2 separate regions of the Sus scrofa genome follow, and region 1 is linked to region 2. The links are chromatin contacts, called in public HiChIP or PLAC-seq maps. All regions are on one chromosome and are shown on one strand. Each heading gives the region's core, a stretch centred on a gene start, on an enhancer-like site or on the middle of the called end of the contact. The rest is flanking DNA. Distances are from core to core; before and after follow the strand shown. Region 1 overlaps USP25 (ubiquitin carboxyl-terminal hydrolase 25). Region 2 has its middle 57 kb from the start of USP25.

What was found. HiChIP or PLAC-seq counts read pairs in DNA pulled down with a chosen protein or histone mark.
Region 1: a contact with region 2 is called in an H3K27ac HiChIP or PLAC-seq map of skeletal muscle. The contact joins two enhancer-like sites. A contact is called at or near these places in 1 of 47 Hi-C or Micro-C datasets (skeletal muscle) and 1 of 2 datasets of contacts at active chromatin or transcription factors (skeletal muscle).

The regions. Positions count from the first base shown.
Region 1 is chr13:180,657,307-180,662,756 of Sscrofa11.1, reverse strand. USP25 (ubiquitin carboxyl-terminal hydrolase 25) reads right to left here. Exons shown (of 24, transcript XM_021070825.1): 11 at 4,276-4,403; 12 at 3,832-3,927; 13 at 2,499-2,660; 14 at 1,657-1,883. Among named protein-coding and RNA genes, the nearest start is that of USP25, 89 kb to the right of the region's middle. Within about 2 kb of position 1,411, at least 5 of the 83 cell types and tissues checked have an H3K27ac peak or open chromatin away from gene starts, as enhancers often do. A contact at or near this core is called in skeletal muscle, where this site is marked.
Region 2 is chr13:180,510,925-180,516,157 of Sscrofa11.1, reverse strand. No RefSeq gene overlaps it. Among named protein-coding and RNA genes, the nearest start is that of USP25, 57 kb to the left of the region's middle. Within about 2 kb of position 1,662, at least 7 of the 83 cell types and tissues checked have an H3K27ac peak or open chromatin away from gene starts, as enhancers often do. A contact at or near this core is called in skeletal muscle, where this site is marked.

The DNA.
Region 1 (5,450 bases), core at 162-2,661, 150 kb before region 2:
TAAACTTTGGATCGGAAAGGACATTTTTAATATATTCTACTCAAAAAGTAGGTTAATATGCATGTAGAAGGCCAGCACTATGGGTAGTGAATAACAATACAGAAATTAAATGAATTACATCTACTCCTGTATCGGGATACTAAATAACGGTTTATAATGCTAACAGCAAATACTAACAGGGACAAAAGGGAGGGAACAAACATTCCAAGCGAAATCTTACTTGATCCACAGTATTATAGGTTCAGAACCTTATGACATGAATGTCTCTCAAGTTCCTCTAACTTAAAATGGCCAAAAGGGGACTCATCGTATTCCTACTTCTTTCCACAAGGTGAAGGCCTGCTCGCCCACCAGTTTGCCCTTTTCCAAAGTGCATTCTATCTGTGTGGTTATTCACACCATTATGAAGAACTACAGGAACCTTCCCCAACCCCCTCTTGTCAATGACTCAAATCTGTCAGTTGTCTTCAAAGAATACAAGAAATTCATTTCTTTCCTCCCTCAATGCCACTACCTTGGTGCCAAAGCTACCTTCTTAGCTTTTCAGCCTTCTGAATATAATCTTATAAAACAAACACAACCTGCCCAGTCCAGTAGAAAATTATCCAACACCTAGCATAGCATTCAGGAAAAACTGTGTGCTTAACTAATCTTTACCAATGATTTCAAACATAAAAAATTCTCATATATGAAAAATACTACAGGAACTCTTCACAGTTACGAATGCTGTTAGTTGCCACCATACCCTATTTACTCCCTATTAAATCAGGACTGCTCTTTATTTGTGTCTTGTCTATAAAGCATCTAGCTGGTCTTCCAAAAATCTAGCAACTGATATTGTTTAGCACAATTCCAACATTTGTATAAAACAGTAACTCCTACATTTGTCTTTCTTCACAGATCAACAGACTTAGGATAAAACTGGGGAGGAATAATAGGGTATTACATTCTGACATGAAAGCAAAATTATGGTAAAATCTACCACAACATATTAATATTGATTCAATTTTTTTTCAAAAAGATTTTTGATAACAGTAAAGTAGGACGGAGATATAAAAGAGAGTTCCTTCGAAGAATCGAGAGACGGCAACTTAACAATAACATACAACACCCCCCAACCCCGCCCCAGAGCAATGTCCTTTTTTTTCTTATTTTGCTACATGTCAGACAAAACTTGTTACAGACAGGCACCGAGCTAAAAGATCATATTTGGAAATCTGCTAGAGCAGACTAAAGTTAAAATTCACATTTCCAATCCTTAACCTAATAAAAAAATTTTGAACACCTGAACTCACTGTGAAACTTCAAGGGAAGTACACAACTGGTAAATACAAAATGTGATCCTGTGTAATGTTTCGCCAATGGAGTACCTGTGAATACCAGTTTGATATAAATTTAGAGCAACAAACTAGAAAATTAGACCATCTGTTAGGTCATTAATCAGCTACGTAATCCAAGGAAAGTCTTTTGGTCTCTCTGAACCTGATATTAAAATCATAAAAATGAAAGCCAAACTGCTTGATCTTAAAGAAAACACTTTCTAGAAAAACAAAACAAAACAACTTTAAATATTTACATATGTGATTTCTCTTCTCAATGTTAACATTAATCGTATCCATTTCAGGTGAGAGAGTTATGCTATGAGAAGCTTCTTACCTCTGGTGTCATTTTCTATTTCTGTCCTCCAGCGATGTAAACAGCTTTCTAGCACAGAGAGTTCTTCTTCTGTTATATGCCTTGGTGCTGGATGCATGGGCAAGTCTGGAGGTATCCGAGACTGAGTGAATGGTTTATGTATTACTGATCTCGATGAAATGGCAGCTATCGATGCAGGCGATGTGCTTGGCAGCTCTGAAGAAGGAGCTCCCTGCTGATCTGTTGTGCTATTTTTTTTTAAAGCATAAAATATTTACTATTGAACCTTCCAAACTGAAGCTCAGGACAAAGACTATGTCAAACACAAGCATTAAACTGGCTTATAATTTCAAAAGGAAAAGGTTTTCTTAAAAAAAGAAATATGTAGGTTAATCTAATGTCCTAATGAAATTCTTAATATATGGAACTACATCTTTGTAAGAATAAAACTGAGGTTTTGAACTATGGTAGAAATGGTGTGATCGTATTTATGTAAATGAATCTTACATAAACCGGAACTATAAAAACCTTCCCTTCCTAATACTTCCTGCTCATGTTACAAAAAAAGTTTCTAACTAAACAGTAGTATTTTCACAGATAAAAGGTTGATGCATATAATATATGAAAACAACCTAAAGTATAAGTCTGATGAAAATTTCAACCTACAACTATAAAATGAATTGAAACAGCGAAATAAGAAAGCACGTGGGAGACATAATATCTTCTAAGTGAATCTAATCTTTTTAGAGTTCCCTGAAATAAATCAAAACATATATTTTATAAAGCCTTCTTTAAAGGTATTCATTACATTATTGTACAATACAGTAACATAGCTATGGCTTCTATGAAGAAAACTTTTTTACCTTGGTAACGTCTGTGATGGTATGGAACCACTAGATGGGGAACTAGCGTCAATATCATCAACAGGAGAAGTGCAAACGGGTTTACTTGAGGCAAATTCCAAGGCATACTGCAGAACATCTACCAAGGGGAATCGTTTGGGACCTGAACCATAGCTTAAATACCTGTTAACCATAAAATATATACATGCTTTCAATTATACATAAACCACATTTGTGTTTTTAATAATTATAAAACATGACAAAAACACTTCGATGCATCTTCCTCAACAATGAAAATAATTTTGCTTTATTCAAATAAAGATGGTAAAACTGAATATACACTCAAGAAATAAATGTTCTCCAAAGGAACAAAACTAAATATGATTAAGACAATGTGTGCATATACTGTTATAAATTCTAAATGCTGTTCTTAGGTTGTAACCCAAGGGTAAAACGAAAACTGACAGGTCCATCCCGTGAGACTGTTTTGATTTTGAGATCTGTCGTCTAGCCTCATGTCAAGATGATGACTAATGCTGTCCTCCTACCTTTTACCTCTAACTTTTTTTTCAATATGATGACTGATACTTTTTAAGAAATATCTGTAAAATTTTCAATAATTTTAATATTTTGCATTAAAAAGTTTAGGCTACTAATTTTCAAACATTAAGCAAGGAATACAGATTAAATCAGAGGTTGCAAACTAGGATCTTTCACACCACATTTCAGGCTGTAGACTTCTGTCTAAACTACAGAATATCTGATAGTCCAGATTCTGGACTTCTTTCAAAACAACTATATGCTCTGGACACCCGCGAGATGACATTCATGCATAGTACCCACCCCCTAGTGTGGATGGCAGCTACCCCCTCTCCACAGGGGTATGCTCTCTCCATTCCCTTTGCCCAAAAGCTTATGCCTAACTTGCTTTCCTTTTTTTTATAAATCCCCCAGGAGGCTCTTGTATGCATCTGAATTTATGTCTTTTGCTGTTAAGGAGAAAAACTCAAGTCACTATTCACTTCAATGGAAATCTGAAGAGTAATATTTAGTCTCGTGCAAGAAGAAACCTCAAACACAGATTAGTTTAACTTAACATCTATTTTCAGTACCTTGAGTGTTACCTGTTGACTGTGGGAATATTTAAACAATAATCATCTAATGCCAACTATGAATTACTTTAGTGGCTAATGAAACTCAAGCCTGAACTATTCAAGTAAAATATCAATGCAGAATGTTTATCTACTCCTAGAATTACAAATCATTCAAAACAAATTCAAAACTAAAGGTCTAGACAGTCACTAAGGATATGACTTCCTATAGTTAGCTCATAATTTCATAAAAGTTACAATACCTTTCTAGTCTTTGTTGTAATACTGTGAGGTAATCTTTTAGTCTTTTGATTTCTTCCCTCTTAATTCTTGTTATTTCTCTATTTCTATGCATGTATCTATCAGGAAAAAGAAAAACAGCAATTACTAGAATTTCTAAATATCATGGAAGCAGATATAAAACTGTCTTGCCATCACCAAAAAAGATCAACTCATTCAAAATTTTATAGTAAAACATCAGATAAACAATACAATTAGTCTTTTTACTTAACATTATTCCCGGCAACTATAGTTTTCAAAATAAAAAGAGAATTCTGTTTTCCTTGACAAATGGTGTAACATACATTACGCAAAAAGTAAAAATTAAATTGAAGAAAATCGAGCAAAAATTTTCTCTAAGTACAATAACTCTTCACTTGGATACTAAACTGTTTCAAAACTAAGTCAGGCCTTATACCAAACCATACCTGTCCAGATATAAAACTTGAGGAAATTCTAATTTGTTGTGAATTTTTTCCGGTCTTCCCAATGCCTGATTAAATTCAAATCTTGACAACTCAAATGTTAACACAGGCGGTAGTTCAGTAAACCAATGCTGAAGGAACACAATAACAAAAAAAGTTTACATCACCTTTCTGTTTTCTCCACTGCAATTTCAGGCACAGGATATTAGTCAGCAGTGGCATTTTTACATTACATTTACATTTTTACATTAATCATCACAATGCTAATGTCACAAGTAACTGACTGGGTATGCAATTTAGTATTAAAACTCAACTTCTTCCTAAAAATTTTTCACACCTTTGGAAAATTCCAATGAGGTTAATGCACAACCAGGATAGAGAAAATCTTCTAATGGCTTTCCTTCTTACATGGTAATATATATATATATATATATATATATATATATAATTATTATTTTTTTTTTTTTGGCTGTGCCTGCAGCATGTGAAAGTTCCCAGGCCAGGGATCAAACCTGAGCCACAGCAGGAATCCACGCTGCTACAGTGACAATGCTGGATCTTAACCCGCTGCATCACAAGGGAACTCCTCGCGACAATTTTTTACATAAGAATTTCTAACCCAATGAGAAAGACATTGAATAAAATCATGGTTTAGTAGCTCAATTCTTCTAACTTCTTCAATATTATATCACAATTACTATCAGGAATGGTACATATACTGAACATACTCAACCACATTATCAAAAACCTGTGACAAAGTAACATGTAAGATGTACACAAAAGAAAAAATTTTTATAGCATACATGATTAAAATTTTTATGCTGAAACTAGAAAATGATATTTTCCTGTTTTAAATTTAATGTTCAACTGAATTTTGACAAATTTAAGAAAAAGGTCTATCACTAGATAGATCAAATATGAAGTTTATACTGATGATAATTATATTTAAAATCTTTTAAAATGATTAGTGCTTAAAGAATCAAATGCCTCATGCCTATGAGGCAACTCCTCTACATACTTTGGTAACTATTCAGTTAAGCATGAAATGCAACAAAACTTCAAAATTATTTTAATAGAACAAATTCAAGTTTTACATAAGCCTTATTATTTAAAGAGAAACAAAAATCAACAAACTTGTGACTCAACAAATACAGAAGGAAAAAATAATGTTAACAGGT
Region 2 (5,233 bases), core at 413-2,912:
GGGATTGTGGGGTCATATGGAAGTTCTATGTATAGATTTCTAAGGTGGGATTGCGGGGTCATATGGAAGTTCTATGTATAGATTTCTAAGGTGGGATTGCAGGGTCATATGGAAGTTCTATGTATAGATTTCTAAGGTGGGATTGTGGGGTCATATGGAAGTTCTATGTATAGATTGCTAAGGTATCTCCAAACTGTTCTCCATAGTGGCTGAACCAGTTTACATTCCCACCAACAGTGCAGGAGGGTTCCCTTTTCTCCACACCCCCTCCAGCACTTGTTATTTGTGGACTTATTAATGATGGCCATTCTGACTGGTGTCAAGCTTGATTTTGACTCTTTGTCCTTATTGGTAAATTTTATTGCAGACCCTTGATGTGAATTTTTGTTATTGTTTATATTTATATTGTATTGATTGTACACTGACTGAAATTGGATGAAATAATCCATTATTTCCCACATTGGTACCCTTGATTAATACAGTATCCAAACTACTAGAATTTTTTTTTTTGGAAAAGCAATAGAACTTGTTTCAACATTATTTTCATGTGAGCCAAGTTTCTGGTAGGAAAACCATAACTAGCCAATGGGAAAACACTCAATGGAGTAAAGCGTGTATACCACAAACCAGGCCAAGGTATATGCCGCTGTGACCTAGCAAGTTCCTCCTGGTTATTTGGCAGAACATCAGTCAGCCAGACACCGTGAATGGTATGCCATCAATAGCTGGTTTGTATCAAGGTGGGGCTGAAATTCAGGTGGTACATTGTTTTGCAGGTACAGGTCATTAAAATCATGAAATACTTGTTAATGCCTCGGTCATCCCAGCCCTTCCCCTGGTCTCCCAGTTCTTCTAGGGCTCTTTTCCAATGCTCTCACCTGGGTCCACTTTAACTGGTCATTTCCTATGTTGTTCCAGTTGTTAATATTTATTTATTTATTTATTTATTTATTTTTGTCTTTTCTAGGGCCGCACCCGGGGCATACGGAGGTTCCCAGGCTAGGGGTCTAATCGGAGCTATAGTGCTGGCCTCTGCCAGAGCCACAGCAACGTGAGATCCAAGCCATGTCTGTGACCTACACCACAGCTCACAGCAATGCCGGATCCTTAACCCACTGAGCAAGGCCAGGGTTTGAACCGGCAACCTCATGGTTCCTAGTCGGATTTGTTAACCACTGCACCATGACGGGAACTCTGAGTTGTTAATTTTTTTTCACACCATCCTTGGATCTAAGTCTTAACAGCCTTTGTAGGTTGATATATACTATGCTGATTTTTTTTTTCAAAGAAAATTTCCCACTGTTAATAAGTGAATACAACTGTGACTTCAGCCTAGTATTTGACTTAGCTGATTCCTTGTACTTTGACAGCTCTTCCACATCATGGTGGGAAAATGGTTCTGTCCTTCTCCGAAAGGAGTGGGGAGGCAGGCATCAGGCGCCTCTCTGCCAACCTCCCCCAGTAATGCTAACCTGTTCCCTGTCATCAGGATTCATGGGAGGTGTCCCCAAACATTTTGACACTCAGCTCACAAACAGGTAAAGTAACTCTCTTCGGATTGCAGTTGGGCAATTCTGCCCTTTATATATAAACAGTTACTGATTCCCTCTTTGGAAAGAGCTCTGCTTTGGCTGCTTTGGGAATGAAGTCACCGGCTACTCAGCTCAGAGCAGGAGTAGCCTGCTGACTTTGTCAGGGACAGTAGAAACTCCAGTCCTTCCTCTGCTCCTCAAAGTCCTCACTATTCTGTCCCTCTCCACCCTCTCTCCTTCATCCCACGGCCCCTCCCCGCCCAACCAGCCCTGCCCATGCTCCCATAGCCACAGGTGTGTTGAAGGTAGCGGGAGTTAAATGAATGGGGGGAAGACAAAGGAAAAGTAAGGAAGATGTGCTTACTGAGATCTCTGGAAGCATATACCTCGGGCTTTGCTTTTTATTGAAACTGAAGTCTTTAGCACACATCTCCCCACCCTCCCCATCTGACTCCAGTTCCTGCCTTCTGTCCCTTCAATACCAATATCTCATACTTATTACCATATAAAGGAGGTACATTTTCCCAATTTGAAAATGTCCTCATTCTAAGCAAGTACATTTTCCTTTCAAATAATGAATGCATGAATCCCTGTGTTCTCTGGGCTGGTCATGATATGATCTTATAGATTAATGTCATACTATTTTGTTTGGGCAGATAGTCCAATCTGTTTGCCTTCTCTAAATACACAAGATACTTCATCATACAGGCAGTTGAGTGGGTGGGTGGAGAGAGTGACAGGGAAAAATGAGCCTTGGAGTTTCCTGGTGACTCAGCTGGTTAAGGATCCAGCATCATCCAGGCAGAGGCTTGGTGGCTGCTATTGTGTGGGTTGGATCCCTGGCCCAGGAACTTCTAAATGACTGGGTGTGGCCAAAACAACAACAACAAAAAGAGCTTTTAACAGTTAAGCAAAATGAACGAGCTACATGGGTATTGATGCAGTGTTGACCCGAGTGGTGTGTGGTCACCATAGGCGTACCTTTTGACCCCGTCTAGGTTTTCAGTGCTGTCAGTAGAGTAGCAATGGAGACTACAAATCACCTCCTAAAAATGTTCTGGCTCATGTCCATCTTGGAATAGAGAAGTCAGAAAGGAGACTTTCTGGGCTTTGGGAGAACACAAGAATTATTCATGAAAGGGATCAGCAAATATTCAGGAAGTAAAACAGAGGGGTTAGGATCCAGACAGGAAGATGCCACCAGAGATAGTATAGTCTCTTGGGGTGAGTAGCTCTAATAACTATGAAATCTGTTGTGCTAGAATATCTGAGTCAAGAGGTCTAGAGGTCTAGCATTCCATAGGCCTGAGATTCCAAAACAGTAGCAGCTAATCCCCACTCAATCCCCTTGAAATTTCATCCCTTCGTAATCCACAATCTATTCTCAAATGCTTTGCATCAACGTTTGACGTAGGAAGCTATAAATTATCTGTGGATATTCAGATTTGTGCTTATGTACAGTATTTGCTGATTTTTTCGAGTTGAACTTAATTCCATAAATTGGAGTTAAATCAGGACCAGGATATTAATAATGTGAGTCAAAGCATGGTGTGCTGCAGTCCAGAGGTCAAGTCTGAAAGGTCATTTGAGGAATGGCGTTATTAATTTTCAGTATATTCATGAGGGAAATAGATGATTGGCTAATTATATCTTATTGGTGTAATAATTCACAACTTAAATTGACATGCTTTTAAAAATCACATTATCTGAACCAGAGCTATTTATATGTTTGAGTGTGTGTGTGTGCAGTGTTTCAAGGTCCCAGAAAGAAAAATGTGTCATCCTAGCTTTAGTTTAGCAGCATAAAAAATAAACTTAACAATGTCTGAATATTTACAGTAAACTTCTGTTTCAAACATACAGGATCTTACTTTAATAATGAATTTCATTTAAGGTTGTATTTCAAAAATAGTATTTGGGAGTTCCTATTGTGGCTCAGTGGTAATGAATCCAAGTAGTATCCATGAGGGTTGGTTCAATCCCTGACCCTGCTCAGTGCAGTGTTGCTGCAAGCTGAGTTATAAGTCACACATGAAGCTCAGATCTAGCATTGCTGTGACTGTGGTGTAGGCCAGTAGCTGCAGCTCCAATTCAACCCCTAGCCTGGGAACTTCCATATGACACATGTGCAGGCACAAAAAGTGAAAACAAAACAAAACAAAACAAAAAACATTGAAGCTACATGGGGAAAACATAGGATGACTTTTAAACTGGACTATATATAAATGATAAGCACAGGCAATATAGAGGCATGTTAATGCAATAATAATTATTTCTAGGTTCCTCTTAGAGTTACATAATTATCAATAGTTTTTTAAAAAATTAAAACACAGGCAAAGAAGTCACTGTCAATGATTCATCTTTGAAGACATTATAACATCAAATGCAAATTAAATAGGAGTTTCTCAGTATAAAAAGAGAGTTAATCACCAGTCTTTGTAAAAATTTGAAAATCACATTTGCTTTACCAAATCTCATCCAGAGAGCTAAACCAAAGACAAACAAAAACAACCAAAAAGAAAACTAGTTCAATAAGTAATTGTAATTGATCATTTTTCGGTTAAGCAATACTGATTATTTGCTCAGATTTATTGTGAAGTCTTCTTTTTGTTTTGGAAGTTATTTTATTTTATTTACTTTTTTTGCTTTTTAGGGATGCACCCACGGCTTATGGAGTTTCCCAGGATAGGGGTCTAATTGGAGCTACAGCTGCCGGCCTACACCATAGCCACAGCAATGTGGGATCTGAGCCATGTCTGTGACCTACACCACAGCTCACAGCAACACTGGATCCTGAACACACTGAGCGAGGCCAGGGATCAAACCCACAACCTTATGGTTCCCAGTTGAATTTGTTTCCACTGAGCCATGACGGGAACTCCTGGAAGCTAAATTTTAATGCGTTTGGGGAAAAAAGGGGAAGCTGAATTAAAGCCCTCCTGCTCCTGGCAGATAATTAAAAAATTGCTCAGCCTTGAAGAGTACTTGGGAAAAAGAGAATCTTTCCATTTGTTTTTTCATTCAGTTAGTTGAAGTATAGATTATGGTCCAGCGTTAAAATGTTGAGTGAGGAGTTGCTTTTTCCACTGATTATTTATTTTAAAAATAAAAACTCAGTAATTCCACCATATAGGTATACTGCATTCTATAATTTGAAAGACCATTTCTACTTGTACTATTATTTTAACCTTATATTACCTTTTTGAGACTAAGTTGTGGTAGGCTCCTGGTCTTCTATCTCTTATCACTATTTTATTCTAGTTAGATAACTTGGTATGTCTGGAGATTATTAGGTCCTTTTTACAGACAGGGCAAGCAAAAACCTTGTTTTCATGAGATTTTCATGGTACTCATTTTCTTGTTAAAGTCGCATTTTATAGAAAAAGCGAAATTCATTCTAAACAATGCTATGATGAGTGATATAATCTAGTGAATAAGATTTAAAACGTTTTGAGTATATAAATGAAAATAAGAATAGTACTGAAGGTATTCAGAGCTGATATTGAGTGAAAACACTGTCTATTGCTGATCTACGGCTTTAATTTTCTTATAAAAATTTGCATTTATAAAAAAGAATTTTAAAAGTAATGTACGTGAGTGATGTTCTATGACTTAAAAAGAATCCATTTAGAACATAATCTGACTGTGTGTATCCAGAATCTGTATATTCCTATGATCGTGCTTTTAAAAATATGGGAAGG